Linked DNA regions of Mus musculus: region 1 is linked to region 2. A link is a contact called in public promoter capture Hi-C data. All regions are on one chromosome and are shown on one strand. The core of a region is the stretch at or near the end of the contact, and the rest is flanking DNA. Distances in the headings are between cores, read along the strand shown.

Region 1 (2,999 bases), core at 455-2,954, about 19 Mb before region 2:
GAAAAACTTTTGCCCTATAATAACTGTGTGCAAACATCTATCCCAAGACAACACCCATATGGAAGCATACAGACAGGGCCCTAAATGCTTAATTCACAATATCAGGCTCTGGTGTTTGTTATAGCCATCCCCACCTGCCCCCATACAAGGCTCCTGACCCTTACCACTCATAGCCTTTACTAAAAAAGCACTTCTGTTTGTGACTGTGCAACTCTCATAACTCAAAAGTGTTTTCCCGTGGGATCTGAAAATCATTCTTTTATTCATCAGACTGTTGTGAAATGTCTATGGGAACATTTCCACTATGATAGCACCAAGAATAAAGGATGAAACTCCTGTCCTTACCAAAGCCAAAGTCAACTCAAAAGCTTTCAATATCAAACAAGCAGTTATGAAAGGCATCTACAGATCACCCCCCCCCCCACCATGGCCCAAGAGGCAGCCCAAGTACTCAAGTACCTACATGGATAAAGACATACAGCTACTGTGTGTGTGCATGCATACACACACCATAAAAAAGCAGCGTGATATGAAAGTGTAAGAACAGACATGGAACATGATAATATTTAAATGTGTCAAAGTCAAATTTTCTGCTTCTGAGTCCTGCCTCAAACTTGTGATGATCTGAGAAGCTATTGTCATGATTGCACACCATATGGTTAACTACAAAGGGAATTAAATGCAACGTGAATGTGCATGTACTCTTACTTAACTTACGTTACTGTTTCAGATTACAAGATAATTCACTTAAAATCACTACTGAGTTTAAAGTCACACTAAGTGTTATTATGGGTTCTAGAACTAGACATTTATTTGAATTTTATCATTTGGGTAAGTGGTAAGAAAATAAGTCTGAATCTGTCTCTTTCTGTAGACCTGTAATAAAATAATCAACCTTGGGAGTTTTCACAATTAGAGAAACAGAGTATTTGGTGCTCAGCAAATGCCATGTATTGTAAAAAGGTGAGATCACATCATACTTAAGAACTGATACTTTTCCGCGCATGATTGTTCCCAAAGGGTTTCTCTCCCTCTCTTTCCTAAATAGCCGGGAATACAAGAGAAAATTGTTACAATGAATCAGGTGACCTGGCAGGGAATTTCTCAATTACTACCTTTTCTCTCCATATGACATATGTGTGATAGGAGACCCTTTCGATTTACATTGTACTATAAACAAAAGCAAACATGTAGAGACCAATTTGGCCGGGTTTGTTTGTTTGGTTTGGTTTCAGATCCTAAAATTACTGTGGCTGAACAAGTAAGTACACAGGAAACTCGGAAATTTCACTTTGCCAAACAAGGCTCTCTATACGTTTGACTCATCCTCTCATACCCTTAAAAGAATCGAATTTCTATACTCTTTTTCTTTTGTAACGGGAGTGTAATACACTATAGGGACGTGAAAGCAATATCCTTTACACTTTAGATGAATGTTACCAACCCCTGGATAGGTCTTCCCGTCAGAAAACGCCTTTGAGCAGTGGGCTCCTGCGGCTGCGCTGCTTTCGTCATCACGGAGCGCCGGGCTTGCCCTCTGATCGTCGCCCTTTTAGAGGCCGAGCTATCTGGTGTGTCCCATACCCAGAGTCTGGCCCTGCGCGTGCGCAGACTCCGTGTCACTAGGCGGGCCACCCTAGGGCGGCGATTCCAGGTGCATCCGCCCGAGGCGGGCCTTGCGCACCTCAGCTGATCCTGACGTCGCCTTTCGGCCGCCATGGCTGAGAAGCAAGCGGGCTTGGTCGGAGAGCCGGATCCCGAGGGGTCCTCGCCTGGGACCTCGGAGTCCTGGAACTATGACAGCAACTGCGTGTTCTGCCGCGTGGCGGCGGGTCAGGAACCCAAAACTGAACTCTTTCACTGTGAGGTGGGCGGCGACAGGCCGGGTGGGTGGGGACCAGGCATCCAATCCCTGCTCGCAGGCTTCTGTCTCTGCAGACGAACTAAACAGTGACTGACTTCTGTCAGGGACCCAGAGGTCTCCAGTGTTGCCTTTGCTGTTCAGTAGGGAGAGATAGCAGTGATAGAGCCCAGCATTCTCGCCTCCCTCGCATGCATTTGCAACACAGCAGCATCCTGTGTCTTTACTTTTATTTTAGGGAGTCTTCCTCTTCTCTAGATAGTAATTTTAAAATTATGTATTCTTCCAGTATCGTTAGAGAGCGTACAACTTGCTGAAAACAGGTCTTGGACGTGGTGAAGAAGTGTGAATTTGACTGAAATGGGCTGGAATGGGGTTTCAGGACTGGGTCTGAAGTCGAACTGATACTTACAGTTAATAGCTTGTAAGAATCTTCCTTATCTACCGTGAGAGCCTCATGAACTACTCCCCTTTTCGTTACAAGATCTCGACAGGGTTCAAACCTGTGCAGATCAAGTGTAGTTAATCATACTTGCTGCGAGATCGGGAGAGCAACAGTCATGTCATGCCTGGAAATTCCAGAAAACTCTCCCTTTCCCCTGGGTCTAACATTTTTACATCTCATCATCCTTCATAAAGAGTTAATCTTTTGAGAGAGATTTATCATCTTGCATTTAAAATTCTTATTACACATATATTCATTGTAAACACAGGAAATGATTGCACTTATATAAGTTGTTGATATATAATTATACAAATAAGAGCAGAGGAAATTATTTGTTTTGGTATAATCAGGGTTGCCAGCATCATGAAGAATTTGTTTGAGGAATCTTTCCAACAAAAGTCAGAGATGATTCTTTGCCTCACAGATCTCTGTATGGTTTTCTTACTGTATTTTTAGAATTCATTTAAGCAAAGGGCATATCACATATTCTTAGCAGGGGGCTTACCAGTACCAAGGGCAGTGTCTTACTCTTTGTGTATGAGTCTCATGGCATTGATACGAATTATTTTTAAGGGGCTCTTAGAAATAGCTGAGTGGTAGTGGTACATGCCTTTAATTCCAGCACTCAGAAAGGCAGAGGCAGAAAGATCTCTCTGTTGGAGGCCAACCTGGTCAATGCAGTGAATTCAAGGA
Region 2 (3,116 bases), core at 249-2,748:
CTGTGTCTTCCCATCAGAAGGGATTGGTAATTGGTCACCTCAAGGACAAAACTAACAGGTAAGAAACACTTTAACCATGATCTCATGTATCAAATGCTGTGACAGTTTCACTCATGTTTGGTAGAAATTTTCAGTTAAGAAACAATCCCATTAAAGAAGACAAATTATAATACTATACTTGATGGCCAACAACTAGGAAGACAAACCTCTCACTACATCAGAAATAAATGCCTGTCTCACATGTTAGTTGTATTTAACCCCACACCACTGCTCTTTTAATTCCAATGAGCTTGACAATCCCAAAGCGTTAACAAAACTTCGATCGATCCTTATACAGAGGAGGGAAGAACACACACACACACACACACACACACACACACACACTAGTTTTATGGATTAACAGTGTGATTGGCAGGGAGTATCACTATTCAAAGGTTTGGACCAATTGGAATAGGTGTGGCCTTGTTGCAGTAAGTGTGTGACTGCAAGAGCTGCCTGGAAGCCAGTATTCTGCTAGCAGGCTTCAGATGAAGATGTGGAGTTCTAAGCATCTTCTGCACCATGCCTGCCTGGATGCTGCCATGCTCCCACCTTGATGACAATGGACTGAACCTCAGAACCTGTAAGCCAGTGCCAATTAAATGTCATCCTTTATAAGACTTGCCTTGGTCATGGTGTCTATTCACGGGAGTAAAACCCTAACTGAGACAAAGAGTAAAAGCTTAGACAAAGAATAAAGTGGTGTTAGCGATCATGGGACCTAGGCAAATACAGGAGCAAAGGCAAACACGTAGGAGAAAAACATAGACTTGCCATGATAAATTCAAGCCAAGTGGATTAAAAGGCACCACGGTGAAAAGGCAAGACTGTAAACAATACCGTTCCTCCCACAGGGTACCTTAACCAGAAACCAACATCTTCGTTCACCAACCTAGCGCTACCTGCAGCGTCAAAGTGCACACAATGCACAGGAGCCAGGGCGCTTCTGCAGGCGACTGTAATGCTTGAGAGTTTGCCAGCCTAACTTGGCGGCCTCTGCATCCCTCCCAGCTACCTGTCGTCCCACGCACCGCCAGCCTGCAAGGCAAGTTATCCTCGAAGAAGGAGCCGGAGGGACAGCTCGTGACAGGGCCTCAGCACGCAAGCGTGGGCAGCAAGCACCCGTCCCACGCGAGAAGGGCTCGGCCCACGTCCGGGCTGGGGCCGAGCCGCGGGGCCTCGCAGGGCCGATCACTCCGGATCCCGGAGCTGCGCAGGAGCCCTCGGAGTTTCCCTGACGCGCAGAGCCAGCCTCCCTCCGCCGCGACTCTAACCCCAGAGCCCGCACGCACCCTCACCTACCTCAGCCGCTCTGCAGGCACCTGTCGCCGGGCCCGGCCCTCCTCGCAGGCTGCAGATCCCGGGCCCACAGTCGCCACACTCACCTGCGGGAGTTGCGCATGCGCGCTGCACGCTGGGTGAAGCCTGGCACCCAGGCCGGAAGCCGCCAGCGCCAGCTGAGGAGGCCAGCAGGAGCGCTCGCTCCAGGCGAACGCGCAGGACCAGTCGGGACGCTCCGCCCCTCTTTCCGGTGTTGGCTTCAAAAAGCACCTCTGCGCATGTCCCGTCCCTGAGGTCCCGGTAGAAGACGGTTTAAGTCTCGCGGTGGTTGTGCCTCTCTCTTTTCCCCGCCTCCCGTGGCTTTAGCAAATGCAGGATGGGCGGGGCCCGAAAGAAGGGGCGGGACCTCTTGCCAGAGAGGGCGGGGCTCTTTGCCAGAGCGGTAGGCTTGATGTGAGTTGTGGTTTTCATAAAAAGGCAGAAAGTTACATAAAACGGAATTCACGATGCTGAGCAATTATAATACCCAAACAAATATACAATTAATCCACTAAACCAAAAGAATTCGATCTGCTAAGGAAAAAAAAAAAAAAAAAAAAAAAAGGCAGAGACGATGTCTTCAAAAGGAACTGAGAAAAATGAAGCCAGAGAGAAATTTATTCTTGCCAAGAAAATTACTAAGGCTTTAAATGTTTAAACGTTTTAAGAGAAAAAAAATTATACAGCTATGCTGAAGCAGGCCTCCCAGTATCTTTTCCAAAGGGAGAATTCTATCTTCAGTAGACATAAAAGTCTCTCCTCTGAGGATTTCAATAGTGTGTTTACCAAGTGCTTTGTATGTCCTTCGAATTTTTTTCTGTGGAGTAATTTTTTTTTTTGTTTGTTTGTTTGGTTGTTTTGTAATCACCAGAGCTAATTCCAGGGGAGGAAAAGGTTCGCTTGTTATTTGGCTTTCTGGAAATTCCCTGTTGTGAGACATCTGTTCATGAAAATACTGTGTCTTACCACCTAGTAGATGGTAAATAATCTAATGATAGTACAGACAGGAGAACCGACTTATTGGACACACTCAGATCTTACACGTGAATCCCCACTTTTCATATAACTCAGCTGCCTTGTTTGGAAACAATACAGGTGTGTTGTATCATGTCTAAGCTAGGCTTGGATCCAGTCCATAGTGATAAATATTGCAATTAAGAAAATTTTAATTTTTTTTTCTGGTTTCTGTGTTGTGGTCCAGTAAGTATACATCATGTCTAAACAGAGTATAAATATCAAAATGTTTAAATATTTTGACTGAATTCTCAGCACAGTACCTTTCTCTTGATAGAGGATTTGCTTTGAAGCTGATGGCTGCTCAGTCAAGCTCCTGGCTGGCAGAAGAGGAGGCACCTATAGAAACGTGTTAAAAATAAACACAAGTTCTGGTTTGCAAAGAAAGAGATCACTACTCTATCCGACAAGGCTGAGCCACACAATATGGGTGCTCAGAGCTGAACTCAGATCTTGTGCAAGAGAAGAGTGATCTCATAACCTCTGAGCTCACTCTCCGCTATCTCCCTAGAATGTATTTCTTAAACAAAAAGATGTAACAACCAAAGTGACTCCTTGCTCCATGGCCATGAAAAGAATATCAATCTCACTAGACACCTGCACTGAAGCTTTGGGGTAACTAGGTACATTAACCTAGAAGCAATAATTTGAAAATAATGTATATATTTTTAATTTTCTGAGCAGTGTATCTCAACAATGAGCTCAAAATATTCGGTGAAAACACTTATTAAGCAGATAATCTG

Evidence for each region. Promoter capture Hi-C pulls out the DNA fragments that hold promoters and counts their contacts.
Region 1: a promoter capture Hi-C map of pre-B cells shows a contact between it and region 2, with 4 times the contacts expected there. The contact joins the promoter of Hint3 here to the promoter of Shprh in region 2. A contact is called at or near these places in 3 of 39 promoter capture datasets (cranial neural crest, liver and pre-B cells).

What each region holds. Positions count from the first base shown.
Region 1 is chr10:30,617,071-30,620,069 of GRCm38.p6, reverse strand. It overlaps Hint3 (histidine triad nucleotide binding protein 3), which reads left to right and starts at 1,704. Exons shown (of 5, transcript NM_025798.3): 1 at 1,704-1,867. The coding sequence starts at 1,718.
Region 2 is chr10:11,147,812-11,150,927 of GRCm38.p6, reverse strand. Shprh (SNF2 histone linker PHD RING helicase) reads right to left here and starts at 1,498. Exons shown (of 30, transcript NM_001077707.1): 1 at 1,342-1,498.